4 separate regions of the Sus scrofa genome follow, and regions 2, 3 and 4 are each linked to region 1. A link is a contact called in public HiChIP or PLAC-seq data. All regions are on one chromosome and are shown on one strand. Each heading gives the region's core, a stretch centred on a gene start, on an enhancer-like site or on the middle of the called end of the contact. The rest is flanking DNA. Distances are from core to core; before and after follow the strand shown.

Region 1 (7,780 bases), core at 2,970-5,469:
GAAAAGATTGGCGTCGCAGCACCTGCTGCAGCTCGGATCTGATCCCTGGTCCGGGAACTCCATAAATCGTGGGGTGGCGGGGCGGGAATGACACCTTCTGAATTAGCTTGGACTGAAAGACAGAGCCGCCACCACTCCCCCGCCACACACACACACACTGGCACAGCACCTGGAGTCCTCACGATTCATTCCAAGCCACCTTCTTAGCCCACGATTTGTCTGCAATTTGACAGCAGCCTTCGGCAAACATTTTGGGGGTGTCTGTCTTAGGTCAAGCACTGGGTACAACAGCAGGTTGCAGTTCCTGTCCTGACAAAGTTTTCAAGGTATGGCGGGAGCTGGCCTGGAGAACGCCAAGTGAGAAGATCAACTCGGCTCCGTGAAAATTCAGGGATTCGGAGAGACTGCTGGCCTGGGGGCACTCAGCTGGGCTTGGAAATCTGGGAAGGCGTTTTTGCAGGAAGGGAGATCTAACTCGGCTAAGAACAGACCAAGAGAAGAGGAAAAGGAAGAAAGAGTCCATGTAGAAAGACTGATGTGCTCAATAGTCCAGACACGAAAGTGAACAAGGTTGGAATCCAGCGTGTGAAGGGGCCGGGACAAGAGATGAAGCTGGACGGGTGAGCAGGGCCGGCTCAGGAGGCTCTGGATGCTCTGCGCAAGGAGGTGTCGGGCACCCAGCCTCAGTGGGGTCACCCTGCTTCCCCCTCCTAGCCGTGCACTCCCTGGCTGTGTGGCCTTTGCATAAGCTGTCCCTTCTCTCTTGGGTGCCTCCTGGGTCCCTTACATGGACTTATGTGAGGAGGGGCCTCCCAAAGGCGTCTTCCCCTTCCAAACCCTTCCTAAGCCCAGGACTGATTCACCCATCCCCCTACCCCAGGCACTTCTTGTAACAGAGTTCCCATCATGCCAAGGAGTTCCCATCACGGCACAGCGGAAAAAAACCCGACTAGGAACCATGAGGTTTCGGGTTCAATCCCTGGCCTGGCTCAGTGGGTTAAGGATCTGGCGTTGTTGTGAACAGTGGTGAAAGTCGCAGATGCAGCTCAGATCCTGGGTTGCTGTGGCTGTGGCTGGCAGCTGCAGCTCCAATTTGACCCCTAGTCTGGGAACCTCCATATGCCATGGGTGTGGCCCTAAAAAATCAAAAAGACCCCCCCCCCAAAAAAAAAAAATAGGTCGTGCCAACTGCTTTAGCTGGAGGACATTTAAACTTGGGATCTGTGGGCGTGGCAACCTCTCTGTCGTAGAGAGAAAAACAGAAAGCCAAGCAAGAAAACCAGTGGCTGCCAGGATTTGTGAAACTTTCAGTGTCTTATTCTAGTCCCTTGTGATGTGTCCAGATGTCATGATGCTAGTGACACCAAGACCCCTGCATGGTTAGACCCCACCCGCAACGCTCGATGGGTGGAGATACTACTGTCATAGGCATTCTGAAAAAGGCCCTCTTTGTAAAGCTCCATGGCCTTTAAACAGCAATTACTCACTTCCATCCTAAAATTGAAGTGGATACAAATGTGGAGTTCCCACTGAGGCTCGGTGGGTTAAGGACCCAATGTTGTCTCTGGGAGGATGTAGGTTCCATCCCCGGCCTCGGTGGGTTAAAGGATCCGGTGTTGCTGCAGGCTGCACTGTAGGTCTCAGATGCTGCTTGGATCCAGTGCTGCCATGGCTCCGATTCGACCCCTAACCCTGAAACTTCCATATGCCTCAACTACGGCCGTAAAAAGGAAAAAGAAAAAAGAAAAATAAAAATAAAACAATTAAGTGGTGGGAGTTCTTACTATGGCTCAATGGGTTAAAAATCCAAGACTAGTATCCATGAGGATGTGGGTTCCATCCCTGGTCTCACTCGGAGGGTCAAGGATCCAGCACTGCTGCAAGCTGCAGTGTAGGTTGCAGATGCAGCTCAATCTGGCGTTGCTATGGCTGTGGTGGAGGCTGGCAGCTACAGCTCTGATTCGACCCCTAGCCTGGGAACTTCCATATGCCGCGGTGCGGCCCTAAAAAGAAAAAAAAGGGAGAAAAAAAAGAGATACAAATAGAACATGGGTGGTGTCACTTTCCAAGCCAATTCCAGGTGCAGACATGACTAAAGGGTCCCAGCATTCTCTGTCTGGGCCTCACAAGCCATCACCCTCATGCCCCAGGTGGCCTCAAAGAAATTAACTGGAACCGGCTCACAAGAGAAAAGTCATTGACCCTCAGTGCTCTAGACTGGAGGCTACGCAAAGGAAGGTAATGTGTCCTTTTCATGGTTGTAATTGTGACATTCAGCTTTGTGCTGGACACAAGGGCAGGGCAGAAGGATGGGTGCTGGACAATAAATTATGACTACCGTGGTGTCACCCAGTTGCTCATTCGTACCTCTGCATGCACCCAAAATATCTGAGCTCAGTGGAAGTCTACAAAAACTCAGTCTTGCCCATTTGAAAAAGCGAGGTCAGTAATTCAATCAGAGAGCTGACATCTCGGCCTCAGGGACGCACTCAGACGCCATCCCTGCCTACCTATAACTTGTTCTTCTTTCTTATCCCCAGGGACATGGCCACGTTTTAAAGTTTCAATTTGGAACAATAGTTACTAATGTCCTTACAGAATCAGAGGCTCTGTTCTTTCCAATGTAATTATACACATTCAGAAACTGTGGAGTTCCCGGCGTGGCTCAGTGGTTAAAGAATCCGACTAGGAACCACGAGGTTTCGGGTTCAATCCCTGGCCTCGCTCAGTGGGTTAAGGATCCGGCGTTGCCGTGAGCTGTGGTGTAGGTTGCAGACACGGCTCAGATCCCGAGTTGCTGTGGCTCTGGTGTAGGCCGGCAGCTACAGCTCCGAGGAGACCCCTAGCCTGGGAACCTCCGTATGCCGAGGGAGCAGCCCTAGAAAAGGCAAAAAGACACACACACACACAAAAAGAAAAGAAACGAAACTGTGGCCTTCTAACTTATTTGCAGATTTTTTTTTTTTTGGCCAGTGTATTTTTTTTTTTATCATGTATTACCAGCTCACTTATGCAATCTGGAAAAAGGGGATCTAACTATGATAGGATAATCTGTAAGCTCCAGGAACTGTAAATCCTGCACATTTCAGGAAGTGTAAACTACAGGAAACCTGTAAATTTCAGGAACTCTGTCACAGCAAAGCCATGATTATTCCTTTTCCCACTGAACGTCTTTATCATACACAAACCGCCACCAGCGCCACCACCTCCTCCTCGTCCCACCGGAGCAAAAAGTCCTTCTGACTCCCTCGATAAGCTGCGATCAGTAAACACACAGAAAAGGGCATCTTAAAAATCGGTAACATACCAACTCCATTAACTGTTTGAGCTGACCTATCTCTTCGGGCAGCGATCCAAGTTTGTTGTTACTTGCGATTAAGACTTTGAGAGGCAGACCACACAGGCAGGCCGGCAGGGCGGACAGCTGATTCCGACTGCAAAGAAATACAACAAGAACTCTGGTAAACAGGCAGGCCACTTCATCCTGTTTGTGAGAACATGCTGTTTACCAAGCAGGGAGAAAGGAGTGATGGAGGAAAAGGTTTTGCAAATATACCAAGTCCAAGGAACTTCCTAGATGTGTAAGAACTCAAAGCCCAAAAAAACAAACTTTTTTTTTTTTTTTTAAAAAAAGGAGAGGCATAGACAGCTCTGAGGGAAACCACTTTCCCCAGCACAAGGGACCCCCTCTGCAGAAGCTGAGTCCTTGGGCAGCCTCCAAGCAGATGGGCAACATAGGCTGCACCACCAGCAGTGATGGGCAGCTGGTGCCAACCGCTCCCTGCCTGATGGTATAAGCAGGAGATGCGGCGAGGACCAGAGCGGAAAGCATCACCGCATCCATCTTTGGAGTGATGGGGAGATGGTTTGGCCACAACTCACAAAACCACTGGGCCCACTTCCAACGTTTTGATTCAGCTTCCTTTTGTTAAAGCAAGAGCTCTGTGGTTAAACGCTGCTTGGGTATCTGCGAGAGGGCTAATTAAAAAAGAAAAAGGGAGAGTTGGCCTTATGGTAAAAGTGGAGCTGGAGCCAAGAGGGGTTCAGTTTCACAGAGAAGCTGAAAAGCGTGCGCCCACAGCTCACCTGTTCTGCATTAAGAGGTCTCTGCTCGGAGGTTTTTAAACCTTCTACCGTCAATCCCAGTTGTCTAAGGGACGAGGAAAATACTGGAGAAGTGAAATCTATGAATCACCCCTAAGGGTATGTCAGCCACTTATTTCCCCTCCTCCTTCACAAGGAGCCCTTTTCCTGCGATCAAGTAAGGAGACAGATGGTCTTCAGCTTCCCTTTCCTTCTCGGCCATTCTGCTGAGGAAGTTAACAACCAGGCAGTGAAATATCTACAAATCTGTGCCATGTTATTGCAATTCTTTGGAACTTCCTCTGTGTGCATTTGCACACTGCGGGGCTATGTGTGTACTGATGAGCATGCATTATTTTTGTGCGTGAAGGGACAGACAGATAGGCTGGAAACACACCCAAACGTTATCGCTGGTCATTTTGGGGGGAGGGGGGAGTGGGTACAAAGAGTGGATTTTATTTTCATGACACTTTGCTCTGTTTTCCAAAATTCCTACAAAGTGCTTTTATACTTAGGGAAGACATATCATTATAAAAAGATAAACCAGATTTGGATACCAGGTACATGAATGCTTCTATTTGTGAAAATTCATTGAGATGTATGTACACTTATGATCTGTGCACTTTTCTGTATGTACGTCATATTTCAATTAAATGTTTTACTCCCCATGCTACCATAAGAGGGAATGGCTGTGTGGTTAGCCAAAGGGTGTGTCTGACTGATGGGTTCAGAAAAAGCAGGTGTTGGGAGTTCCCACTGTGGCTCAGCGAGTAAGGAACCTGACTAGTACTTTCGAGGATGCAGGTTTGATCCCTGGTCTCACTCAGTGGGTTAAGGATCTGGTGTTGCCGTGAGCTGTGGTGGAAGTTGCAGATGTGGCTTGGACCTGGCATTACTGTGGCTGTGGCGTAGGCTGGCATCTGCAGCTCCGATTCCACGCCTAGCCTGGGAACTTCCATATGCTGTGGGCGTGGCCCTAAAAAGAAAAAAAGAAAAAGAATAAGCAGGTGTTGTGCTGTCAAAATAACCTTTCCAATTTGGATTCCCTCACTGTGACCACCTGACCAGGTGTCTGACACCCGATGCCCAGGTAGCCAGGTTTTAGCAAGAAAATGGATAGCTGTATCTTCTCTCAACTGCCCAAATCTGCAAAGCAAGCTGTTTTCAGAAAGGGACAAAGGCAAAGAGCTTTCTCTAAGGGGGTCCAGCAGAAGGGGAAAGAGGTTGTGAGCCCAGGGGTGGGGGATGTGTCCTGGCCCTGGAAAGACCAGCTGGCTCTTAGCTTCCCCCTGGTGAGGCTGGCAGGTTAATAAGGGCGGCAGGGTCACCCCTGGTGCTGTCTCCTGATCTCTGGGGGCAGCAGAAGGGAGAGCCAGGGCTATCAGCCTGTCCTTCTGTGCCTTCACACCCCTCCTGCTGCCCTCTGTCACCTGCAGGGGCTCCTCTGGCTGGGTGAGGGGGCCTTCCTGGTGCCTGGATGGGAGAGCTTTCTTCAAGCTCCAAAAAAGGCTCCTGAGATGCTCCCTCCAGACAGGAGAACTTGGTTTATTACAAAGTGGCAAGTAAATAACTCAGAATGTAATTTGTGGTTTAAAATATTTATTAACATGCAATTTCATAAAGTGAGGATTGATAAATTAAAATACTAAAAATAAGCCATATTTAATATATATATATATATATTTTTTTGGTTGCACTGTGGCATGTGCAAGTTTCCAGGTCAGGGATTGAACCCAAGCCACAGCAGCCACCCAAGCCACTGCAGTGACAACAGTGGATCCTTAACCTGCTTAACAGGAGAGCTCGTAAACTTCTATTTTGAAGAGAGAATAACGGGAACAAAGATAAGTATTTTTAGAAATTCCTACACTCCTATTTTCCACAGAATCAACGATTACAGTTGGAGATCTTTCCTGTGTTTCTCTGCTTAGGAACTCGGATTTAAAGGCCTCCCCGTCTCAGAGTTCCTGTCGTGGCTCAGTGGTAATGAACCCGACTAGCAACCATGAGGACCTGGGTTCAATCCCTGACCTCACTCAGCGGCTTAAGGATCCAGCATTGCCGTGACCTGTGGTATAGGTTGCAGATGTGGCTCGGATCCTTCGTTGGCTGTGGCCGTGGTGTAGGCTGGCAGCTGCAACTCCGATTCAACCCCTAGCCTGGGACCATGTGCCACAGGTGTGGCCCTAATAAATACCAATAAAATATTGCCAGTCTCCCTGCCTGCATGCAGGCATCTAGTCCGAGGAGCTCTGCACTCATCTGACTGGGATGCGCTGCCCTGGGAGAGCATCTGCATAACCACCTAAGCAATGCAGTGGAGGCTCTGCTCCTTTAGACACATGAGCATTTGAAATTACATGGGATTCTTCCCCCTGGAATTCTTCCTGGGTGGGTAACTAATTTAAAATATAACAAGGGCGGTCCCGTTGTGGCACAGTGGAAACAATCCGACTAGGAACCATGAGGTGGCAGGTTCGATCCCTGGCCTCGCTCAGTGGGTTAAGGATCCAGCATTGCCATGGGCTGCGGTGTAGGTCACAGACATGGCTCAGATCTGGCATTGCTGTGGCTGTGGTGTAGGCTGGTAGCTGCAGCTCTGATTAGACCCCTAGCCTGGGAACCTCTATATGCCCCAGGTATGGCCCTAAAAAGATTAAAATAAAATAAAATAAAATAAATAAAATAAAAAAGAGGCTTGTGAAAGCATCTGTGGTTTCCTTGAAGGGGTTGAATGCTTTTGACGCTAAAAGCAGCAGACGGAAGAGCCCACTTATTTAGGCCGTGTACATTCCTCTATTCAGACTGTAGTTTATCGCCTGTAGGCAAATCAAGATGCCAGGACGGGTTGTGATGGGCACACCACAGCCCTGGGGCACACTTCTTCGATCTCATCCATCTCGTCCCTCAGCCTGCACTTCGCCTATTTTACGGCAGGATGTTCCTGTATTACTGGTAATTTCCCCAATAGAAAAAGGAAATACACATGCACACAGAAACCCATTAGCTCTCCAGAAAATATTTATCAAGAAGAGGAGAAACTGCACGTCCTTTAATCCGCTCCCCGCTCCAGACCACATCAGCTGCCTGAGCCTTTTGAAACCACTCATCTGGCAGCAATTTCTCTCCAGCAAATAAGTGCCTCAGGCCACACTCCACCAGCCCCTGGCCCGCACTTGTCTCCTCAGCCCTCTGTGTTATGAACAGAGGAGGAAAGGATGTTTAAAAATACCACCACGGAGAATCTGATAAGGTAATGGGCAGCATTTATTTTCAAATCCAGCCCGGGAGTCACATCTGAAAGCAATATTTAAAAAAAAAAAAAAAAAAAAAAAGACTTTTTTAAACTCACTCATTACAAAAGAGTAAATTAGTGAGGGAAAGGGAGCACTTATTCAGAAGTAGAAATTACAGATTCGGTCATGGTGGCCTGAGCCTTCCTGCCATCACAGGGCAGAGTCCCCTGTCACCCTCCCTGCCCAGTCTGGGTGGAGGATGGTGCGGGCAGGAACGAGGAGGGGCAGGAAGGCAGCGGGTTTAATTGCTCACGATCTGCCTTCCTCCTTTCTCAGCTGAATGACTCCCCCACAGATTTACTGGCCTGATTTTCTCCTTTCAGGTTGAAACAAGGCAGCTCGACATAATCTGAACACTTTTGATAGCCTGAGTTTGCAGGCTCAACTTCTCAAGTATCACC
Region 2 (7,780 bases), core at 1,592-4,091, 240 kb after region 1:
CCATGTGGTATTGTGACACTAACAGTTCAATAGGCAATCTCACCAAAAACGTTCGTGAGCATTGCCTTCTGTTATCTCTTATTCCTCTAAATTTCTGCGGATCCATTTGTAAACTCCCCAAGTATATTAGCTCTTGGTGTCTTGTCCCCCTGAACTTTCTCCCATGTATTATTATGTGCCTATAGTTCTCTCTAGAGAGAGAAGCCTGTGGATGTCGAGTAAGAAGTCTCTGAAGGAGGTCCCGACGTGGTGCAGCAGTAACGAACCCAACTGATATCCATGAGGACTTGGGTTCGATCCCTGGCCTTGCTCAGTGGGTTAAGGATCCGGTGCTGCCGGGATCTGTGGTGTTGGTCACAGATGCAACTTGGATCCTGCGTTGCTGTGGCTGTGGCATAGACCAGCAGCTACAGCTCTGATTTGACCCCTAGCCTGGAAAACTCCATATGCCGCAGGTGTGACCCTAAAAAGCACACACACACACACACACAAAGTCTCTAAAGACCCGTTAGTGGAATAGGTACCTGTGCACCTGACTTCTGCTTTGGTGGTAGCAGGGGCTTTTAAACAGACCCAAAATTTCGGATCTCCTTGGTGGCTCAGTGGGTTAAGAATCCAGCATTGTCACTGCTGTGGCACGAGTTTGATCCCTGGCCCAGGAACTTCCGCATGCTGTGGGTGCAGCCAAAAAAAAAAAAAAAAAAAAAAAGTCCCAGAGATTTCAACTGGAAAACTATTAAATAATTGTATTTCTTTCCCAAATGAAAAATGATAAAACCAAGCCACCCTGGCAAGAAAAGTCTCACGATGTCAGTTTATTTTCCAGTCATTCAAACGTGCTCCATGGCTTTTTCTAAAATGTTAAACTCTTCTCATTTTTTGTTCTCAGGAGGGATCTCGTGGTAGCAGCCCAAAATTTTTTCTGTGCTGGCTGTGGAACTCCCATCGAACCCAGTAAGTATGGATAATGGGGTCTCTGCTTGTTACGCGATGACCGAAAAACAGAGTCGGGCAGGGCAGTACGCTATTTTTGTAAGAGGGGTTTTTGATGAGAAGTTGTTGTTATAGGAGCTTCAGGACACTGGGCTCTCCTTCGTAGAGAGGCCACCGTGACCTCCGAGGCTATGTGCCTGGCCCGTTGCCTCTCAGATGCATCTCCTGGTTCTCTCTCCATCAGGCACGTTGCTACATGGCCTCCCTTGTGGGTCCTTGAAGGTGGCAGGCCCACCCCTGTCTCCGGGATTTGCATTTGTGGTTTTCTGTCCCTCTCATGCCCCCCCCCCCCCCCCCCGCACCCCGGACATCCCCCCTGCTGGTTCCCTTCCTCCCTTTCCATCTTCACTCAAAACCCTGAGGTCTGCCCTGGCCGCGCTGTTGAAACTGTCCGTCTGGCCCCCCTCCTGGCCACAAACACACACGTACACACCTTATATTCCCTCCTTTCTTCATTTTTTTATTCTAGCCTTTATTTTCCTAAAATACCCTTTCCTATTTTACTGATTTTTTTCGTTTTCTTTTCTTTTCTTTTTGGTCTTTTTAGGGCTGCACCTGTGGCATATGGAGGTTCCCAGGCCAGGGGTCAAATTGGAGCTACAGCAGCCAGCCAATGCCACAGCCACAGCAGTGCCAGATCCAAGCTGCATCTTCGACCTACACCACAGCTCACGGCAACGCCGGATCCTTAACCCACTGAGCAAGGCCAGGGATTGAACCTGCAACCTCTTGGTTCCTAGTCAGATTCGTTTCCACTGCGCCACGACGGGAACTCCACTGATTTTCTTTTTTTCTTATTATTGTCTGTCTCCCTCCCTCGATTCTAAGTTCCCTGAGGACAGGTATGTGGTCTCTTTCATCCATTGCTTTATTGCCTGATCTTACAAGTGTGTCTGGTGCACAGTTGGGACTCAAAAGATAGTTGTTAGGAGCTCCCATCATGGCTCAATGTGTTAAGAACCTGATGTTGTCCCTGTGAGGATGCAGGTTCGATCTCTGGCCTTGCTCAGTGGGTTAAGGATCCAGTGTTGCCTCAGGCTGCAGTGAAGCTCCCAGATATGGCTTGGATCCCGAGTTGCTGTAGCTGTGGTGTAGGCGGGCAGCTATAGCTCTGATTCCACCTCTAGCCTGGAAACTTCCATATGCCACAGGTTCTGCCCTAAATAAAAAAAAAAAAAAATTAAAGATCAATAAATAGGAGTTCCCATTGTTGCTCAGGAGAAACGAATCTGACTAGTATCCATGGGGACGCAGGTTCAATCCCTGGCCTTGCCCAGTGGGTGAAGGGTCTGGCGTTGCCGTGAGCTGTGGGGTAGGTTCCAGACAGGGCTCAGATCCAGCATTATTGTGGCTGTGGTGTAGACCGGCAGCTCCAGCTCCAATTTGACTCCTAGCCTGGGGAACCTCCACATGCTGTGGGTGTGGCCCTACAGTTAATTAATTAATGAATTAAAAGTTGTTAAAGGATGAGATGACTTCGCCAGGAGCGAGCCAGGCTCCTCTGAGCGAGTTCCAGGGAGTGGCCCGAGGGCCTAGAAAATCAGGTTTCACCCAGTCAGAAAGGCCATTTGCCACTTGAGCCTGGACTCCCTTATTCTGCTGCGAGGACGTCCGTGGGTCTGACCTGCCGAAGATTAGCCACAAGGGCTCTGCCAGGAAGGGTTCCCTTGGCCTTTGATAGGCAGCCTTGGAAGGAAGAAGGCTTTGAGCAGCTCCACCTCAAGAAATAAAAAGAGAATGCGGAAACCCCTCCGAACATCCCTCTCCCGCACTGCGTGAGGACACCTGCCGTGCATCACAGTTAGAAGGCATTTTCTTGGAGTGACTCATCTTCGCAGCTCGTCTCGGAGGGACCATGCCTCGTGGTTAACCACAGGATCTTGGTACCCCAGTGAACACTGAATGTGTGAGTCAGACACTCTGAGCGCATGACCGGGATTCCAGCAACTCTGCAAGTCCTTCCCGGAGTTTGTTCAGAGGAGGAGGCAGACGTAGGGCCCACTGTGGACAGCAGCACGGGCCTTCCCGCGTGGAGCTGCCGGCAGGAAGTGGTCCTCGAGTGGATGCCCGAAAGGGGAGAGAAAGTCAGAAGCGCAGTGCGATTTCCCACCAGGGAACCTGATGCGGGCTGGGGGCGGGGCGAAAGGCTTCGTAAGTGATTGTCCCCAGAGGCGTGGGGGTGGGGGAGGCCGCCACGTGCAAAGGAACCAAAGGCTATTGCACAAAAGTCCTGTGTGGCTGGAAAGTAAGAGCAAGAGCAGAAAACCTGCTGCAGAGGTAGCGCAGCGCAGAGGGCAGAAGCACCAGCAGCCGTGGAGACATCAATCCGTGTCCTTTGTCCAGTGTCATTGTCTGTTTTAACGAAAGGACTGAGGAAGCCAGAAGAGATGGATATAATTCATTCTGCATTGATAGTATAATGTGTAACATGTATTCAGTGAATTTTTTTTTTTGTCTCTTTAGGGCCGCACCCATGGCTTATGGAGATTCCCAGGCTAGGGGTCGAATTGGAGCTGTAGCCACCGGCCTACACCACAGCCAAAGCCACGCCAGACAGGATCCAAGTCTTCGACCTACACCATAGGTCACAGCAATGCTGGATCCTTAACCCACTGAGCGAGGCCAGGGGTCGAACCTGTGTCTTCACGGATCCTAGTCAGATTCCTTTCCGCTGCGCCACGACGGGAACTCCCTGAGCCTGAGTATTTTTCCTTTCTTTACTGGTTATTTGTGTTTCCTCTTTCCATGCATTTCCATCCTTTGTGCTTTTTGTGGTATTGTTTTCCTCACTCTTTATCCAGGAACTCTTTTGGGCGCTACTTCCTAGCAGCACAGGTAGAGTGCGTTAGCACGTACAAAACGCATTTCGTATGTATGATATCACGGAATCCAGTTCTGAGTTGGTTCTTGTGGCATCAGGACCGAAAACCTGAAGCTAGTCAGGCTTGTAGGAGTTCCGGCCACTAGGAGGCCAAGTCTGGATGCTCACAATCTCCAGACCTTGAATCTCATGTTCTTTTGGCCACACGTCAGTTCACGATGCCCATCTTCCAAATCCAGGAGCATTTGGGGAAGGGTCTCTCTTCCACCACCTGCTCCACAAAAGCTAAGCTCGAGAAAAGCCACGACCTCAGGCCCCCAGGGTCTGCCAGAGCGTCCCCAGCATGACTTGGGCAGCACAGACTCTGCAAGCGTAGCCTTGACCTTGAGTGGGAATTGGCGGTGGGACCAGACGAGGGTGGGTTTCCGGCGGCAGGTGCGTGGTGCTCATCCTCCCGTCCATCCGCCCCCAGAGTTCGTGAGGCGGCTGCGCTACTGCGAATACCTGGGCAAGTATTTCTGCGACTGCTGCCACAGCCATGCCGAGTCCTGCATCCCGGCCCGCATCCTCCAGCTGTGGGACTTCAGGAAGTACTCCGTCAGCAACTTCTCCAAACGGCTGCTGGACAGCATATGGCACCAGCCCGTCTTCAACCTGCTGCACGTCAGCCGCAGCCTCTACACGAAAGCCAAGGAGCTGGACAGAGTGCGGGTGAGCAGCTGCCTTTCTGGGTCCGTAAATGGACATCTTCCCTGGCTCAGGGGATCCAGACAGAGCCTTTAAGGGGTCAGCTTAGCATCCAGTGGATGGAGCTTATGCTTCAGAGACCCTCGCCTGCTTGGGCTCTTTCCGTGGCTCCATATCACATTTGACATGTATGCATAGTTGTCATGTATACATGGCTTTTGGATTTTATTGCCATTCAAATAAAAATTGTGTGTATTTAAGGTGTACAGCATGATGGCATTTCCCTTGTGGCTCAGTGGGTTAGGAACCTGATATAGTGTCCACGAGGATTTGGATTCTATCCCTGGCCTCATTCAGTGGGTTAAGGGTCTAGTGTTGCCACAGACTGTGGTGTAGGTCGCAGATGTGGCTCAGGTTGTTGCTGTGGCTATGGCTGTGGCTGGCAGCTGTAGGTCCAATTCAACCCCTAGCCTGGGAACCTCCATAGGCCACAGCTGCGGCCCTAAAAAGAAAACAAACACCAGTGGTGTAATGGGATTGGCAGCCGCTCTGCAATGCCAAGACGCATGTTTGATCCCCGGCCCAGCACAGTGGGTTAAAGAATCCAGCGTTGCCCCGGCTTCAGTGTAGGTCACAACTGTGGCTCAGATCCAGTCCCTGGCCTGGGAATTCCATATGCCGAGAGGCAGGCAGCAAAAAAAATAAAAATAAATAAAAATAAAGAGAGAGAGAGAGAGAGAAAGAAAACAAAACCATGTGATGATCTGATGTGTGGGTGCGTGGTCATGTGATTTGGTGTCAGGCTAGTTAGCATATCCATCCCCTCACACCATTACCTGCTATGTGTGGGATGAGAACACCTGCAGCTTTCCCTCTCAGCAAATTTCCAGAGTTTAATAAGAGTCTCATGAACTGCAGTCGTCATGCCGCACACAGCGTCTCTCGGCAAGGTCGTCCTGTGTTACTGCAGCGCTGTGCCCTGGTCCAGCATCTCCCCGTTTCCCCACCTCCCTGCCCCCGGGGAGGCCCCCTTTTCCTCGCTGCTTGTATGAACTCGACTTTTTTAGATTGCACATCAAAGTAAAATCCCGCAGTTCTTGTCTTTCTGTGCCTGGCTCATCTCGCTCAGCATAAGGTCCTCCACGTTCCTCCAGGGCATCTCCGTGGCAGGATCTCCTTCTTCTGAGCAGAGTTTTTGGTGTTTTTCTTAACAAAGGTCCCAAACATTGTGTCAACTTCAGGTTCCCCAAAGCCTGAGTCCCTCCTGGACCATCTGTACCTCTCTGGACTCAGTTATGAACCTCTATAGACTGTGTATTTCTTTTTTTTTAATTTTTAAAATTAGAGTTGATTTACAGTGTTGTGTCGATTTTTGCTGTACAGCAAAGTGACCCAGTCATTCATGTGTGTGTGTGTGTGTGTGTGTGTGTGTGTACACATACTCTTTCTCATATTATCTTCCATCATTGGTCTATCACAAGAGATTGGCTATAGTTTTCTCTGCTCTACAATAGGCTAGACTGTGTATTTCAAAGGCTTATTTTCTAGAGTTGCAGCATTTCGAGGTTAGAAATGACATGTAACTCTGACTTCCACGTTGCCTGTGTTATGTATCACATTCACCCTGTCCTCTCTGTTTGGTTTCTCACATTAGGAAATCCAGGAGCAGCTATTCCATGTCAAGAAGCTGTTGAAGACCTGCAGGTTTGCCGAAAGGTACGACCGCTGGCTGGGACAGGGCGGGCCCCAGGGGGGGGGGTGAGGTCATGTGGCCTCCATGCACTTGTCAGTCCGCTGTGCCTCCTGGTCCCGTGCCCCCGGGATGGGCGATCTCCTGTGTCTCTCCTGGGCAATGCAGACCTTCTCTTGAATGTTGCCTAAGCTTCTAACTCACCAGTGGGGAATTTCACATGTTAAGAAGAATGGATCAATATGAGGGTGAAACAACTCTAGCCAGTGGCCTTTTACAAATTGTTATCATTGGGAGTTGCCATTGTGGTGCAGCAGAAATGACTAGTATCCGTGAGGACACAGGTTCGATCCCCGGCCTCACTCCCTGGGTTAAGGATCTGGTGTTGCCATGAGCTGCAGTGTAGGTCACAGACGTGGCTCAGACCCCCCGTGGCTGTGGCTGGGGTGTAGGCCGGCAACTACAGCTCCAATTAGACCCCTAGCTAATGCGGGTGTGGCCCTAAAAAGCAAAAGAAAGAAAGAAAGAAGGAAAGAAAGAAAGACACCACTAGGCTTTAGCTGAACCTCTGGCCACATCCCTAGGTTCATCCCTTAGGATGAACTTCTGGAGGCCAAGGCCATAAAGGCACAGACGTGAATTCACTGATGGAGATTTCTAAAGGGAAAAGCACGTTCCTCAAGGAGTTAGGATTATTTGTTATAATAGTTGGAATCATAGGTTTTTCACATTTTTGGTTCTGTTTTAAAGCTGCTTTCCACTTCCAACCTCTGTTTGATGATGCTGTATTTTGCTTCTGTACATTTCTTGGGGAGGAGCTTGTCCTCTGTTGTCATTTGGCCTTGAGCGCCCCCTCATGGTGTTGGGGCGAAAGGTTAATTTCTTCTCAGGGCCCCAGTTTCTCTGTAACATGTAACAATATCTACAGTTCTTACCATCTGTGAAAGTTTCTTGAGTATCCATTCTGTGCTTCAGATAAAAGAGCAACAGGACACATGTTGAGGTAGAGTCTGGGGAGAAAGTTAGCGCAAAGGGATCATTGCTGGGGTGTGTCGGTCACGTGCGCAGGTGCCCTGGGGCCTAGAGGGCTGCAAGCACCTCCCTAAGGGACCTTGGGGGAAGTGGAGGTGGCGTGGGGGGATGAAGCTCACAAACAAGGCTTCCTGGGGAAAAAAACCCTAGCCTGAAGAGCAAGTCAGAGCCAGGACAGGGGTCAGAGGACCCCTGGTCAAGGAAACAGTGTGACCGAGGACCCCAGGCTGGGCAGAGACTCCAGTGTGGTTTGGCATTCCTAGGATGTCAAGTCCAATGGAGGCAGCGGCCGGCTCGGGGATGCAGTGCGTGGCGATGCTGCTCCTTGGTTTGGGGGAGTCAGGAGGAGGTCAGGAGGGCTTAGAGAAGGGCCTGTTCAGGTGTGAATGCCTTTGCCACCGGCCCGCAGGCGGACGTCTGATTCCCAATCTCTGTGTTGGACCCGTGGCTTCAGGTGTCATAGTAACTCTCCTGACACATCCGTCAGTGATGCTCGAGGACTTGAAATCGAGCTGGAATGAATAAGGTGGCAATTTTTAGCTCAGGACACCTCTCCA
Region 3 (7,780 bases), core at 2,385-4,884, 230 kb after region 1:
AGATTGTTCTACAGCGTGATATCTGTTCTTGGCTTCCCTCGGGCAACAGAAATAACCAGCCTAAGCCTGCGTAGGTACTGTTGGTGAATTTGTTCCTTCTTTCATTCATAAGCTCAAAGAATATATTTATTGAGCACCTATTCTGTGCCTCTGTTCTAGGTTCTGGAGATAGAGCCGTGATGAAAATACAATTTTTGAAAAATGGCCCAGGAGTTCCCACGGTGGCACGGTGGGTTAAGAATCCAAACGCGGTGGCTCTGGTCACTGCAGAAGCCCAGGTTCGATCCTCTGCCAGGTGTAGTGGGTTAAAGGATCTGGCTTTGCCACAGCTGCAGCGTAGGTCGCAGCTCTAGCTCACCCTGACCCGGGAGCTTACTTATGCCACAGGTTCAGCCATTCAAAAATAATAATAAATAAATAAGAAAAATTTCCCTCAAAGATTTTATATTCTAGTGGGTGTTAGTCCCTGAGGTTAAATAAAATGAGGATGAGCGCTGAGGAGTTGGGAGAAAAAATGGAACAGCTGCAAAGGAGGAAAAGGACCCCTGGGGAGGGGCAGTTGCTATTACTTATTGGGTGACCGGGGAGACCTCACTGAGAAGGTAACATTTAGGATGAGTCTTTGATGCTCCCAGTTCTATATTGAAGTACTAGTTAGTGCCGAGGCAGAAAAAAATCTGAAATCCTAACATGCTGTGCCCATTCATAGAGCATCTCTAAGGTTGCCAGCGGGATGAGCAGCTAAAGCTGTTTATCAGCCATCAAAGTGCTGCTGGCATCCGGTCCGCAAGGCTTTTTCGCAAGGTCACTACAGAGGTCCTGGTGGCTCATGCCCAGCCGAGTCGCCCACCCCTCTTGCAAAGGTTGCAGTGGCCCTAGTGCTGCAGTCATTCTCAGCAGGTCCCCGGAGAACGAGAGCGGGGACCTTCCAGAGTGACTTGGCGGGGGAGTCCTGGAGGCTGTCCTTTGTCTCGGGCCTTTGCTGCTGCCCATGTGTTAACTCGTAATTTGGCCTCTGCTCACCCTCCCTAGGAAAATCTCAATGGAAAATGCCAGTACGCTCTGCAGCTGGGTTTCTCTTCCTTTAAAATGGGTTTGGAAATTGATGTTTGTCTTTGCACCGAAGCATCTCTGATTCCAAGGAGCTCATTTATGACAGTGGCAGGGACTTTGAGAAGATGCCAGGCTTTGCTTAGATTCCTGTTCCCAACGGCCCTTCCGTGCCTGAATGCATGTGTTCAGTCACTGTCTCGTCTCCACCAGAATGTGAGCTGCTGGAGGGCAGGAAGCTTCTTTTAGTCACCGCTGTTGCCCCAGGGCTGTCAAAACAAAAACAATGCCAGTTATGTTAGTAGACACTCAGTAAATACGGGTTTAGTTGAATAACTAGCAGCGACAAGCAATGTGGCAACAAGCAACACCAACCAGCACCTGTACCTTGGTGTCTCATGAATTATGTGTTGTCCCAAAGATCAAGAAACAGAGATGGTTTCCCATCGCGAGGGTCTGGCCTTTCTTTCCAAGCATTGCTTTCTCCTTTGGGTCCCTCTGCCTCTCAGAGAAACTCATGCTCCTTAATGAGCATCCACCCTGGCTTATTGTCCTTTCTGCCACCACCCTGCTATGACCTTAGATACGGCTTTGAATTTCTGTGGGCCTGTTCCAGCTCGAAAATGTTCTCATTTTGATATCCTGGCAAAGCCAGCACCTCCTGGCTGTTTGCGTGAAGCTACTTTCTAGAAGGAAGTGAAACAAGCATCCGCCTCTTTTTATAAAGGAAGTCTGTTTTTGCTCAGTGCAAATAAGTCAGTTCCGTGTCTGTGAGGCTCATAAACAGTGCCATTCTCTTTGCATTGTTATTATTATCTTTTTTATTTTATGTTTGCATTTTAAGGCCGCTCCCACGGCATATGGAGGTCCCTAGGTTAGGGGTCGAATCAGAGCTACAGCTGCTGGCCTACACCACAGCCACAACACAAGATCCAAGCTGTGTCTGCAGCCTACACCACAGCTCACAGCAACACCAGATCCTTAACCCCCTGAGCGAGTCCAAGGATCGAACCCACAACCTCATGGTTCCTAGTCAGATTCGTTTCCCCTGCACCACAACAGGAACGCCTCTCTTTGCATTATTAACTTGAATCTGTTTAAGAAAAAACAGGAATCACTGTCGCTTACCATTTGTTTGAGGTTGTGTATTTTTCATGTGATTTCACATCTGTAATCATTTCCCCCTCACAAATACAGATATGATGTGTAGAAAATTGAGAGTAATATGCATATCTTCCTTCTTTTGGAAATAGTGAGGTTTTCATGGGCAGTGGACTCAGACCTAAACTTGGAACTATTAAAAGAAAAAATCTGATAAAAGATCAACCCAAAGTAATAAGAACGAAGATGTTCCCTGCAGTATGTCTTATACTGGTGAAAAAACTGAAAATAAATTTTCATCCATAAGAGTCTGGCTGAGAAATTATGGTATATTTATACCATAGAAAGTGGTAAGAGATTTAAGAAAAAGGACATACACCCTCAAGACATATTGTAGGGAGAAAAAGCAGGTACTTTAGAATATGTCCAGTATAATCTTGTTTGTGTATAAAAAAGAAAACAAGACACACCTCCTGAACTGACATATGTCTGTTCATTCATTGAAAAAGGTCTGTTCATTGATTGAAAAGCTTCTGTGCCTGCCCGCTGTACCTCTCACAAGCGTCCTATCTTAATAAATCTACTTCTTGCCAAAAAAGAAAAGTCTGGAAGGAGTAAAATGGTTGACAGTGTTATTTCTGGGAAAGAAGGATTGCTGGGACTTGGTGCAATGAGAGTGCTTTGCTTTTTACTCTAGGCTTCTGTGTTTGGGGAATTTTATAAAAGCATAGTCATCATGGAATGGGTTTTTTGGTAATTATAACACTAAAATTACTGGGCAGGGAAAGATGTGTGACAAAGAGAAATTGGGGCACAAGGTCAGGAGAAGGAGTAGTGAGTGCCGGCAGTGGTCACCAAATCCTGTGATAGTTTGTGACTGGTGACTTGGAGCTTGTGCTGTGTTTTCAGGAAGGTATACATACTGAGGAAAATAAAATTAAAAATATATATATACACACACATGCATATACACATCTGCATCACTCCAGAAGCTATGACCTAGAATGCAAGATTCTCAAATCAAGAAAACCCAAGGATTTTTAGTTCAATAATCACATTACCTTAGGGCTATCTTTAAACACTGGGTGAAAAAAAAGTCTCATGTCTTGACTTCCAGCCCTGGATGAACCTGTCGCTGGTACTAGATGCAACTGCGGTTCTGTCTAGCACAGCAGTCTCTCCCTTGGCCCGGAACTTTGTCTCCACTTTGTCTGCTTTGTTCTTTCGGTCCGTAATGTTTATTGAGCCGCCACCTGCCACTCTGAGATGAGGCTCCTGCACTCCTGGAGTTTCTAGTTGTAAGGGTAGGGGGAGAGAGTGGACGGGGCTGACAGTTAAGGAGCTAAAAAAAAAAAAAAAAAGAAACACATCAGGAAGTGAGAATGACGGTGATGAAAATTAAGCAAGGCGATGTGATGAGGACTAAGGGAACTGGTTTGTGAGAGGCTGTTAGGAAAGACATCTTAGAGGAAGTCATTCATAACCCATTCATTCATAAGACGGGAAGGAGCCAGATGTGTGATCATTTGGGAGAAGAACGTTCCAGGCAGACGGACTAGAACGGGGCCAAGAGCTTGTGGGACTGACTCCAGGGCCTGCTGGAGGGTGAACAGGTGAGAAGGGCCTGCAGGACAGGATCCCGCCTGAAGGACCAGATAAGGACTTTGGATAGACCAGGAAAGGATTTTGGATTTGGTTCCAGATTTGATGAGATGCTTTCAAGAGGGGCGGTCTTTGATTAGGGGAGTAGCATCTGATTGAGGTTTATAAAAGATGTCTCTGGGGAGTTCCCATTGTAGCTCAGCAAGTTAAGAACCCAGCTAGTATCCATGAGGACACAGGTTCCATCCTGGCCTCGCTCAGTGGGTTAAGGATCTGGCATTGCCGTGAGCTGTGGTGTAGGTCACAGCCAAGGCTCGGATCCTGAGTTGCTGTGGCTGTGGTGCAGGCTGGCAGCTGCAGCTCTAATTTGACCTCTAGCCTGGGAACTTTCAAATGCTGCAAGTGCAGCCCTAAAAAGCAATAAAATAAAATAAAATGACTAGAGATGCACATGGGAGCCACCTACATACGTGATGGTATTTAAAGCCCTGGTACTTTCGGGAGCCCACAGTCTCCGGCTGACGGCAGGGTTGCTGTGGGCTCCACCCTCCCTCCAGGCTCAGCACCGAAGCCGATGCCTTCACCCCCAGGCCTTCCCCTTGCTGACCTTGCTTCTGCTGTTGAAGGTGGCTTTGAACTTCACAATGTGAAGGATGGTGGGAGAAAGACGCATGTGCTGGCCTGGGATTGCAGGGGCGAGAGTGCGTCTCATTTGTGCTGCTCTCAACATGTTAATCATTACCTAATTGATTAAAGCGAAAAGCGGAGCCGAAACGAGCGAGGGCTATTTTACAGAGTCTAGGTCCGCAGGGTGTTCCTGAGCCGTCACAAGCTATTCAATATGTGATTAGCCATTACAAGCTAATCATAAATGGAAATTGCTATTCTAAGGATTAGAAGCTCCGCTAAAGTTCTACCAAGACAAAGGTTTTCCAGCTATTCGTTGTTCTCAGTTTCACACGCCACTTCTCTACTTTGTTGAAATACAAACACAAACTAAATAAAAATAAGAAGCTATGGAAATGTGTCTCTGCTTCCAGATGGTATTCCCATTTGGGGTTTGATACTTGATTTTACTGAAATACTGCACGGATGTTTTACATTTTTACCTGTTTTATCAGCAATGTCCTTATACGACTTTATCCTTATATAAAAATAATTATTTTTATGCTTTGAAACCTGTTTCTTATCCCAGTGTCATATCCCTTGTGTTTGCTGATAGGTTTTTTTTTTTTCCTTTTCTTTCTTTCGCTTTTTTTTTTTTTTTTTTTTCTTAAGGGCCGCATCCCAGGCATATGGAGGTTCCCAGGCTAGGGGTGTAATTGGAGCTACAGCCGCCAGCCTACACCACAGTCACAGCAATGCCAGATCCAAGCCGCGTCTGCGACCTACACCACACCTCATGGCAATGCCAGATCCTTAACCCACTGAGGAGGCCAGGGATCGAACCCTCAACCTCATGGATGTTGGTCAGATTCGTTAACCGCTGCGCCATGACAGGAACTCCTGTTTGCTGCTAGTTTTCTGACCAATTTATTTCTTCATTTTTTTATATTTAAATACAAGTGGAAGCTGCTGTGTTGGGTAGGGTGAAGTCCAAACTTTATTTCTTGGTTCTTTGCTTCCTCAAAAGAATTTGTAGTTCAAAATATGATGAGTCCTTTTTCTCCAATGACAGGCTCCGCAGCCCTCCAGCTGGCCACGTGGGGAGTTCAAGGTCCTAACCCAACCGTACAAAGGAATTTACACCAGGCCGGAGCCTGGGAGATGGTGTCACAGTCTGCAGCCCGGCAGGACTCTCCCGTGGATCTCTGGGAAGCGGTCAACGATGACCCTGCTGACATCGATGGTTCGCCCAGCCTCCTGGACACTGACCGTCCCCCTTGCCAATTAGATGTCAGGTTCACAAGGCACAGAGCTGCCTGGATTAACCCCCAGTGTGTGCAGCAAGAGCTGCAGGACTTGACCCCCCAGGTGCCAGCAGAGGGGGACAGTGAGAGGCACGATGCGGGGGACGCTGCCTCTCCCTTGAGCCCTTCGGGGCTGTGTCTTCGGGGCTCCGTGGCGGAGACCTCATTGTCCAAGGACATTGCAGACTCCACGGGCATCTCCCCTGCCCCGGGCTCAGCTGAAAAGAGCAGTGCCTTCTCTCCCACCTCCACGGAAGAGCGGGCCGTGCTCCCGGGACACTGTTCCCTGACGTCTCTGTTCACAAACTCCAAGATTGCGGCCACCTCCCCAGGTCGGGAGGCGAACAGTGCTTTTCTCAACCCTTCGCAGCCCACAGCTTCCGCTGATGCAGGTAACTTCCTGTCTGTTCTCATGCTCGCCTTACCTTGGTCTGAAGCCAAGTGCTCCTTGTACAGGAAAAGCTCCCGCGTTACCACTTTGCCCACAAGCCAGGGCACCAGCTCAGTTCATATTGTCTTCAGCCCAGCCGCCTGGCTGGCCCCAGTGGCTGGAATCAAGGATTTCCCTTCTCCTTGGACTGCAGGGGAATCTCACCTTAGCTCAACTTGGTTGATAGGCAGTGTCACCTCCCGTCTTGGAGTGGGTATGTGCCCTCAGGAGTTTCCAGCCCATTAAAACTCTGCCAGCTAGAGCACCAGGAATGCTCTGGCTTCAGTGTGGTGTTGGAAGGTGGTCCAGACAGAGCAGGCTCTGTGTGACGCCAGCGGTGACATAGGAGAGGAACTCACGCATTAGACTTACTTGGACAGAGCGTGGCTAGAAAAATCGTAAGGCTTAAAAATAGCAACCACAGCTCCTCTAAACTGGACAAAACCTTTTTCTCTTAAAACTAGGGCTCCCACTTCTTTTAGGTCAAGCACATATTCCTAAAATACTAAACTTCCTAAAATGAGATAATCCACACCAGAGACAATGAATTCACAAGTCTCATTGTTATAAGTGTGGCATGCTTCATTTATTGTGAGATATTATGTTGGGAGTTCTTGTTGTGGCACAGCAGAAACGAATCCTACTAGTATCCATGAGGATTCGGGTTTGATCGCTGGCCTTGCTCAGTGGGTTGGGGATCTGGCGTTGCCATGAGCTGTGCTGTAGGACACAGATGCGGCTTTGATCGCTTGGATCCCATGTTGCTGTGGCTGTGGCCTAGGCTGGCAGCTGTAACTCTGATTTGACCTCTAGCCTGGGAACTTCCGTGTCCCGCAGCTGCAGCCCGAAAACGAAAAAAAAAATTCACTATGTTATATTTACACTTTGCATTAATTTGTATTTCTGTTGGAACCCTAGTTCAAATAGTCAAAGATATTTTTTCTTTCAAAACATTTTAAAGAAATTTAAAAATTTTAAAAGCTGCCCACCTGTGCCCATGCACATGTGTGATTTATTTCTCGCTAATAGGAACCCTCCTCCCCCTTTCCTAAAATAGATTTGTTTGTTTTACTGGAATCTTCTGCAAAGTCAAAGATGGTGACACTCTTTAACATACTACTTATAGCTCAAGAAGAGAGCAGAGTGGGGGCAATCTTTCAGGGGCTTATTTTGAGATGAGAACCAAGTTTGAGCAAAATGGCAGGGTCCGATTGCAGGTCTTTTTTCTATCTTTTTGTTCAACAACCCGCCCGATAGTTCTCAGGAAAAGAGCGACTTGCAGATTTCGTGGTTACCGAGTGAGAGCTTAGTCTCCTACCACATTGTCTCTGGGAAGGGTAAGGAAGACACGCCAGTGGAAGCCTTCTTTCCTATGGATCGCCACCATGACATGTTAGAAGGCGATGGAACATGATCTTTAGGGCCTAGTGTACCCCTGCCCCGAATCATTTTTTGTGTCCCTCTACAGGAAGTAGTTCTGCAATTTAAAATGATCCTGTAGAAGTTCCCATTGTGGCTCAGTGGAAACGAACCTGCCTAGTATCCGTGAGGACTCAGGTCTGATCCCTGGCCCTGCTCAGTGGGTGAAGGATCTGGCGTTGCCATGGGCTGCAGCATAGGTCACAGACACGACTTGGATCTGGCGTTGCTGTGGCCGTGGTGCAGGCCGGCAGCTGCAGCTCGGATT
Region 4 (7,780 bases), core at 3,289-5,788, 170 kb after region 1:
CACACATTTCTACAAAGAGGATGAGAACTCTCAATCCAGTGTGAAGCTTTTATTGTAAGGTCTGATGAGCTGCTTAAATTTTCCACTAACCAGCCCATATCCATTTCCCACCTTTTTCTGTCATGCTCTGTTCCTGACATGCTTTTAAGGGTTCAGTATTGACTGAGCTAGAGTTCGGGGCAATAAAATTCTAGACCATCTAAGCCCTTGCAACCCAGTGGCCTCCACATCACCTGGAATTTGTTAGCAAAGTTAAAACTCAGGCTGCACCCAAACCTCATGAACTAAGAATCTGCATTTCAACGGGCTTCCAAGCAATTGCGGTTTTTGAAAAGTTCTCTTGTAACCCAAGGATTATTGAGATTTTAGATAATATTCCACATGCAGAGCCTAGCTCAAAAGGATTAAGACAGGACAGGGGCGCCTTTAAAAAATATATATTGAAAAACAGTTGATTTACCGTGTGTTAATTTCAGCTACACAGCAAAGTGACTCAGTTATACATATATGTTCGTTTTCATATTCTTTTTCATTATGGTTTGTCAGAGGATACTGAATACAGTTCCCTGTGCCATACAGTAGGCCCTTATACATACTGGTTTGCCTCTGCTAACCCCAAACTCCCAGGCCTTCTCTTCCCCCTTCCCCCTCCCCCTGGCAATCACGAATCTGTTCTCTCTGTGAGTACGTTTTTGTTTGGTAGAAAGGTGCGTTGGTGCAGAGGGATTTTTCTACTCCAGGGCTCTCCCCTTGCCAACACCCTGGCGGGGTGTGCTGCTCTGCCGCCCGGAAGCCCACCTGGCGGTGGCAGCCTCACACTGGGTGTCTGCCTTTCATGCATACTGCTGGCGGGGCAGGGAAACCTTGAACCTGGGCTGCAGCGGGGCGGGTGGCCGGGGAGGCAGCGTTGCTCTGGGGCACAAAGGTTCTGAGGACACCTAGATGAACGGACGTCAATGGCGCCTTGGCCCTGGGGCCTGGTGTTGCTCCGCTTTCCCTGCCACCAGTTTGGACATCAGGAAAACGCCAAGAACCAGCAGATCCTGAACTGGCTCCTCATTCCACCGAATGGCGGGTAGCAGTTCAACTTCAGGCCCTGGGCAAGTGCGAGGTGAAGGTCGCGCAGGCGCACGACGCCCTCCACCCCCCTCTCTGGCCACGCCCAGTGACCCCGCCGCGGCCCTCGCGACCTGCCCCACGTTCATCACCTGGTCTCCACTGTACCCCAGCGACGTCCCCTGCAACTGCGAGGGGCTTCTGGTGGACCCAGATGGTGCGCCCGAGCTCAGGTACAGCCGTCGACATGGAACGTGACACGTGACATTGAAGCTCTGCGGGTCCCAGGCCCCCGGCTGTGCCCGTGTGCCCCTCCATCCCCTGCCGCTTGGCAGTCACAGCGCGGCCCTCTGGAGATTTACCCATGGAGGTGTTTCTTCTAAACCCGCAGGCGGGACCGCCTGATGTCCAGGAAAATCCCCCGAGATGGGCCCTGGTCCTGTCCCTCCTGGCCTCCCCTTCCCCACAGTTCCTCATTAACAAGGTGTCGGAAAGACAGGACAGAGGATCAATTTTGAGAAGTAGTTCAGTGACGGGCTGATGAAAGCGGCGGAAATTTGGGTTATAGCCCTCTTTAGTAGTCCTTCGTCTCAGGCAGCTTCGTGAAATCCTGTTCTGTTTTCTCTCTCCAGCCCAACACTAAAAAATCGGGTGGGAAGATCCTTTTTCATTCAGTCAAAACCAGCCTATTTTTTTTTTTTTTTAATTTTATGGCCACACCTCCTGGGCCAGGGATTGAATCTGAGTCACAGCTGTGGCCTAGACTGCATATGTGGCAATTCTGGATCCTTTAACCCGCTGCTGCCAGGCGGGGATCTAACCCGCACCTCTACTGTGACCCAAGCCGCTGCAGTCAGATCCTTAACCCATTGCCCATAGCTGGAACTCAAAACCCAAACATTCTTTAAGTGTCATACAGAAAAAAGAGAAGGCTGGCGGGAGGAACTGAGAAGTGGTTGGTAAATTAGCCAGAATTTAGTAACTGGTGACGTGAGGCCGGGGTAGGGAGTGGGGTTGAGGAAGAGGGTGGAAATGAGATGCTTTCTCAGTTTGTAGCCTGTATGGCTGGGTTGAAGTGGTGCCTTCACACTAAGTGAGACAGAGGAGATAGAGGAAGTGCTGATTTAGGGAAGAAGAGGATGCGTTTCAGCACTGCTGAGGCTGAGCTAGACACTGTGTGGGCATTTAGATATATGAGTCTGAAGTTTAGGAAATGAATAATAATAAAAAAGAACCAACCAGGAAACATATGATTGATCTGGAACTGCAGTGGGGGAGTACGTGGCTTGTTCCTCTACATTTGGGGATAAAATAAAGGTCACTGCCCTCCTGACAACGTGTAAGCTTGAGTGGCATCAGGTCCGCTCTGCACTGGTTGTCCTCCTGGGAACGGGGCTGGGTCCTCACCTTTCTTCTCCTTTTGCTAGAGTGTGTCCTGCCTCCACACCCCCGCTGGAGGCTCCTCGGCCCTGGCCAGGATGAGTAGGCTGTGGCTGGCCCACTTCCCATCGGTCGCCGTTCCTGGATGTCACAGGTAAGCCTTTGGTTTTTGGATTTTCACGTCAGTCCCTATAGGAAATAAGAGGAGGATAAACATCAGAGCAAGAAGAGAAGTGGTCTCCCGTGTTTCTTTGGGGAGTAAATAGATTTTTCTGAACCATCCTGGTTGGCATTTTTCCTAGACACCAGAAGGGCCCCTTGGGAATTAAATGGGAACCCTATTGGCTGACTCGAGTGAGGGTAAAAACCAAGAGAATCCTAATAATGAAAACGATGTTATGTACTTTTCTCCTGGATTAACGGGTTGCTCTCCGTTGTTGTTGTCATTAATTCCCCTCTTTCTTTTAGCTTTGTTTTGTTGTCCTGTTTTATTTTGTTCTTTATTCTTATTTGTCCCCTCGGAACCAAATCTTGACTCTTGCACAAAATCTGATGCATGTGATCTGCATACCATCTGAGAGGTCTCCTTGTTGCTCTGGAGGGTGAAACCAGAGCCTCCCACCGTAGGTATTATGAGCACGGGGCTACGGGACTCAGATAAATGAATTCCAAATGCTGCCCTGTGCGGGATGAATAACAGTTCCTTGCGCTAAACAGGATATAGGATCCATGTGACATTTCGTGCTGAGAAATAAAGTGTCACAAGCCAGGCAAATGGCTTGTGGTTTTGCCACTTTCCTCTCAAATGATAGCAATATTCATTTTCCTCTTCTTCTTGACAAAGAAAAGAAAAAAAAAACAACTTGATCATCAGCCTTTTTGCTTTCCTTCAAAGATTTCGTGCAGCATGAAGTAAGGCTGACATTTTATAAGTGAACTTCAGGAATAAAAAGGCTAACCTGAACAGTTTTACATATATATATATATATATATATATATTTTTTTTTTGTCTTTGCCTTTTCTAGGGCTGCTCGCATGGCATATGGGGGTTCCCAGGCTAGGGGTCTAATCGAAGCTGTACTTGCTGGCCTACGTCACAGCCACGCGGGATCCGAGCCACGTCTGTGACCTACATCACAGCTCACAGCAACACCAGATCCTTAACCCACTGAGCGAGGCCGGGGATGGAACCTGCAACCTCATGGTTCCTAGTTGGATTTGTTAACCACTGCGCCACTATGGGAACTCCAGTGAACAGTTCTTCTCAATTGGTCAACTTTCACCCTAAGTTACTCTAGTAGCTCAGGTGGAAGTCATTTCTTCTGATTTATTGGAATAGTTGAAATGTGGTGATAGTTTCTTGGGAAGACTTTCAGGGAAATCCTTTGGATTTTTCAAATTAGGCATAAACATTACCCTTTATATTTGATTGCTGGGAGTTCCCATCGTGGCACAGCAGAAACGAATCTGACTAGGAACTGTGAGGTTGTGGGTTCGACCCCTGGCCTCACTCAGTGGGTTAGGGATCTGGCGTTGCCGTGAGCTGTGGTGTAGCTCACAGATGAGGCTTGGATCCTGCGTGGCTGTGGCTATGGCCGGCAGCTGTAGTTCCGATCCGACTCCTAGCCTGGGAACCTCCATATGCCCTACAAAACAAAACAAAACAAAACAAATATATATGTATTTGATTGCTACAGATAACTGGTTGGCCTCTGTCTCACAGCAGACATCAGTGGGATTTCTTTACACACGTTCACTCAATAACATTCCCTGACATCTGTGATGAGCAGGATGATGCAGGGTGTGGGAAGGTTCTTGCCCTTGGGACATACATGTTCTTAGCAGGAGACAGATAGATAGATGGTGAGGAAGACAACGTGGGAGTGAGGTAGCAGAATGAGGTAAGAGGGGCCGAGGAGGCGTGGAATAGAGAGGTTCCAATTTCACGGGAAGGAGAAGGGATGCATGGGGAAGCTTCATGGTAGGGTGACGTTAAAGCAGAGTCTTGAGGAATGAGGAGGAGAAGGGCAGGCAGCACGGACAGAGGGGGAAGAGTGAGATGGGCGTGGGTTTGAGGTGACGTGTCTGTAGGATAGGGAGCGTACGAGAGGGGAGGAGAGGGAGGGCTGGGGCCAGATTGTGACTCCAGTGGGCCGGGTCAGGAAGTTCAGATGTTATCCTGCTGGTGCTGATGAGCTGCTGGGGGAAGGGTTTACTCAGGGAAATATGCCTTTCTTTTATTTTCAGGAAAAGCTCCAGATCCTCTATTATTGTATCCTGTATTATTGTCCTACAGAAACAATCACCAGAGTCGGATTATAAAACTGATAAAATGTTGCTTGCTCTCAGGATGGGAAGGCCTGGTCCTGGCTAGTTCCAGGTCTCCCTTGTTGCTTGTGTATGTGAGGCAAGCCCACAGGCTCACATGGGGCTGTACCCGTGCGAGTCGGGGTGGGGATGTGGGTGGAAGGTGAGCGCCCTGAACACCCACCAGCCGAGAGCACGTGCTCAGACGGCTCACTTCCTGGAAGGCTGCCAGCCCTTCTCAGCTGGGATTCCTGTATAATGTTAATCCTTAATGCTTTAAGGCAGCTAATGGATTTTTATTTTCTCATTTTTTGGTCTCTTTTTAGGGCCGCACCCGTGGCATATGGAGGTTCCCAGGCTAGGGGTGGAATTGGAGCTGTAGCCACTGGCCTACGCCACAGCCACAGCAGCTTGGGATCTGAGCTGCATCTGCGACCTACACCACACTCTTGGCAGCGCCAGATCCTTAAGCCACAGAGCGAGGCCAGGGATCAAACCTGCGTCCTCATGGTTACTAGTCAGATTCATTTACACTGAACACACGACAGGAACTCCATCTGATGTATTTTTAGTAGATCAACTTCTCTCTTATGCGTCTAGAATGGAACTAGCTTTAAACTTGAGAGAACTGAGAAAACAGTTGTTCCAATCACTTTCTGTAGGGCTCAGGTTTTTGTACCTTTCCAGTTAAGAAAGACTGGAAACAGAGAGAAGAGTTAAGACATACTGCAATGCCAGGAGTTGGGTGTCTTGTCTTAGTATAGTTCCCAGCAGAAAGAGGGGTCCTGGTAAAGTGTCTGTGCACCTGTGTTCCCAGCCGTCAGGGGCCGCTTTAAGGGAAGACTCAGGAACCCCAGTCACATTCTCCCACCCGAGGGTTTGAAACTTGGACAAGAGACACGAAGAGTGGGGATCCTTTGGCTGATTCCGTGTGGCAGAACTTGAGAGAGATGCCGTTGGGCTTCATGGTGCTGTTTTGCTTTCCTGCCCTCTGGAGGCGAGACTGGCAATTGCTTTTTTAACTTTAATTTTCATATATTTATTTCATCACGGACATTAAAATGATAAAGGTAAATTACAGAGTAAATCCTCCCCCCGTACATACACCCTGCCCATTCATAAAATTCATAAAAGCATATGGAAGAATATCCATAGAGGGAGGCCACATGTGGTTTTATAATCTGGGTCAGGATTTTGTGGTTTTATTTTGATTTTACTCAGAAAGTATATTGTTGTCTTTCCATGTCAGTTGGTACAAAAATTTCTTTTTAATTTTTATTTAAAAAAATTTTTTTAGTTACTCAATGAATTTTATTACATTTATAGTGATACAAAAATACCTAATGCTTTTTAATGGTTTCATAAAATTCCATCACATAGGTAGAGCATAATTTATTGATTGTTAATTTCTGAAATAAACTCAAATTTATGTCAGTTGATCTTCAACAGTGGTGCCAAGACATTTCAGTGGGGGAAAGAATAGTCTTTTCAACACGTGGTTCTGTGATAACTGATTATCTACAAACAAAAGAGAGAAATCGCACGCCTTCCTCCCACCATGTAGAAAAAGTAACTCGTATTGATCAGAGACTTCTATGTAAGCATTAAAATTATAAAACTCTTAGAAGAAAACTTGAATGTAAGTATTCATGGTCTTGAATTAGGCAGTAGTTTCTTAAACATGACACCAAAAGCACAAGCAAGAAAAGAAAAAATAGATAAGGTGGACATCATCAAAATTTGGAGTTCCCACCGTGGCTCAGCTATAGCATGGGTGCCCTTTGAAAGCGTTACGCTCAGGAAATGAAGCCAGTCACAGAAGATCTCACATTATATGGTTCCACTTATAGAAAATGTAAAATAGGCAAATCTTCAGAGACAGGAAGTGGACTCGTGGTTGCCCCCGGCTGGAGGGAAGGGGGGAGGGTTTGTTGGAGAAAACTGGGGAGTGATTGCCAATCAGTTTCTTCTTTCTTTTTTCTTTTTTGTCTTTTTAGGGCTGCACCCGTGGCATATGGAGGTTCCCAGGCTAGGGGTCTAGTCAGAGCTGTAGCCGTCGGTCTATGCCAGAGCCACAGCACCTCGGGATCCGAGCCTCGTCTGCAACCCACACCACAGCTCACGGCAATGCCGGATCCTTGACCCACTGAGCGAGGCCAGGGATCAGACCCACATCCTCATGGATACCAGTTGGAACTGTTAACTTCTGAGCCATGATGGGAGCTCCCCAATTAGTTTATTTTTGGAACAATGAAAATGTACTAAAATTGACTGTGGTGATGGTTGCAGATATCTCTGAATGTATCAAAAGCTATTTAATTGGTTTACATGAATGAATTTTATGGAATGTGAATTATAGTTCAATAAAGCTGTTATTTTTTATTTACTTTATTTTATTTTATTTTATTTTTTGTCTTTTTGCCTTTTCTTGAGCCGTTCACATGGCATATGGAGGTTCCCAGGTTAGGGGTCTAATCAGAGCTGTAGCCACCGGCCTACACCAGAGCCACAGCAACGCAGGATCTGAGTCGCGTCTGCGACCTACGCCACAGCTCATGGCAACGCCGGATCCTTAACCCACTGAGCAAGGCCAGGGATCGAACCGGCAACCTCATGGTTCCTAGTCGGATTTGTTAACCACTGCACCACGACAGGATCTCCAAGCTGTTATTTAAAAAAAAAAAAAAAATCTATGGAGGAATGGCTCAGCAGTTAATGAACCTGACTAGTATCCGTGAGGACTCAGGTTCAATCCCTGGCCTCTATTAGTAGGTTAAGGATCTGGTGTTGCCATGAGCTGTGGTGTAGGCTGCAGACGCAGCTCGGATCCCGAGTTGCTGTGGCTGTGGTGTAGGCCAGAAGCTGCAGCTGCAGATTTGACCCCTAGCCTGAGAACCTCCATATGCCACAGGTGCAGCCCTAAAAAGCAAAAAAACCAAAAAAAACAAAAAAGAAACCCCAAAAAACCTATGGAGAAATGGGTAACAAAATGATTTTGTGACCTCCTCAGTAAGTTTTGGGGTTCAGTATGGACCCT

What was found. HiChIP or PLAC-seq counts read pairs in DNA pulled down with a chosen protein or histone mark.
Region 2: a contact with region 1 is called in an H3K27ac HiChIP or PLAC-seq map of alveolar macrophages. The contact joins two enhancer-like sites. A contact is called at or near these places in 2 of 47 Hi-C or Micro-C datasets (both in liver) and 1 of 2 datasets of contacts at active chromatin or transcription factors (alveolar macrophages).
Region 3: an H3K27ac HiChIP or PLAC-seq map of alveolar macrophages shows a contact between it and region 1. The contact joins two enhancer-like sites. A contact is called at or near these places in 2 of 47 Hi-C or Micro-C datasets (both in liver) and 1 of 2 datasets of contacts at active chromatin or transcription factors (alveolar macrophages).
Region 4: an H3K27ac HiChIP or PLAC-seq map of alveolar macrophages shows a contact between it and region 1. The contact joins two enhancer-like sites. A contact is called at or near these places in 1 of 47 Hi-C or Micro-C datasets (retroperitoneal adipose tissue) and 1 of 2 datasets of contacts at active chromatin or transcription factors (alveolar macrophages).

What each region holds. Positions count from the first base shown.
Region 1 is chr11:20,778,477-20,786,256 of Sscrofa11.1, forward strand. It overlaps LRCH1 (leucine-rich repeat and calponin homology domain-containing protein 1), which reads right to left. Exons shown (of 20, transcript XM_013980521.2): 3 at 3,308-3,434. Among named protein-coding and RNA genes, the nearest start is that of LRCH1, 120 kb to the right of the region's middle. Within about 2 kb of position 4,220, at least 17 of the 83 cell types and tissues checked have an H3K27ac peak or open chromatin away from gene starts, as enhancers often do. A contact at or near this core is called in alveolar macrophages, liver and retroperitoneal adipose tissue, where this site is marked.
Region 2 is chr11:21,023,955-21,031,734 of Sscrofa11.1, forward strand. RUBCNL (protein RUBCNL-like) reads left to right here. Exons shown (of 14, transcript XM_021065589.1): 9 at 890-954; 10 at 4,287-4,525; 11 at 6,156-6,217. Among named protein-coding and RNA genes, the nearest start is that of RUBCNL, 32 kb to the left of the region's middle. Within about 2 kb of position 2,842, at least 14 of the 83 cell types and tissues checked have an H3K27ac peak or open chromatin away from gene starts, as enhancers often do. A contact at or near this core is called in alveolar macrophages, where this site is marked.
Region 3 is chr11:21,005,222-21,013,001 of Sscrofa11.1, forward strand. RUBCNL (protein RUBCNL-like) reads left to right here. Exons shown (of 14, transcript XM_021065589.1): 2 at 5,432-6,055. The coding sequence starts at 5,521. Among named protein-coding and RNA genes, the nearest start is that of RUBCNL, 14 kb to the left of the region's middle. Within about 2 kb of position 3,635, at least 8 of the 83 cell types and tissues checked have an H3K27ac peak or open chromatin away from gene starts, as enhancers often do. A contact at or near this core is called in alveolar macrophages and liver, where this site is marked.
Region 4 is chr11:20,946,698-20,954,477 of Sscrofa11.1, forward strand. No RefSeq gene overlaps it. Among named protein-coding and RNA genes, the nearest start is that of LRCH1, 44 kb to the left of the region's middle. Within about 2 kb of position 4,539, at least 13 of the 83 cell types and tissues checked have an H3K27ac peak or open chromatin away from gene starts, as enhancers often do. A contact at or near this core is called in alveolar macrophages and retroperitoneal adipose tissue, where this site is marked.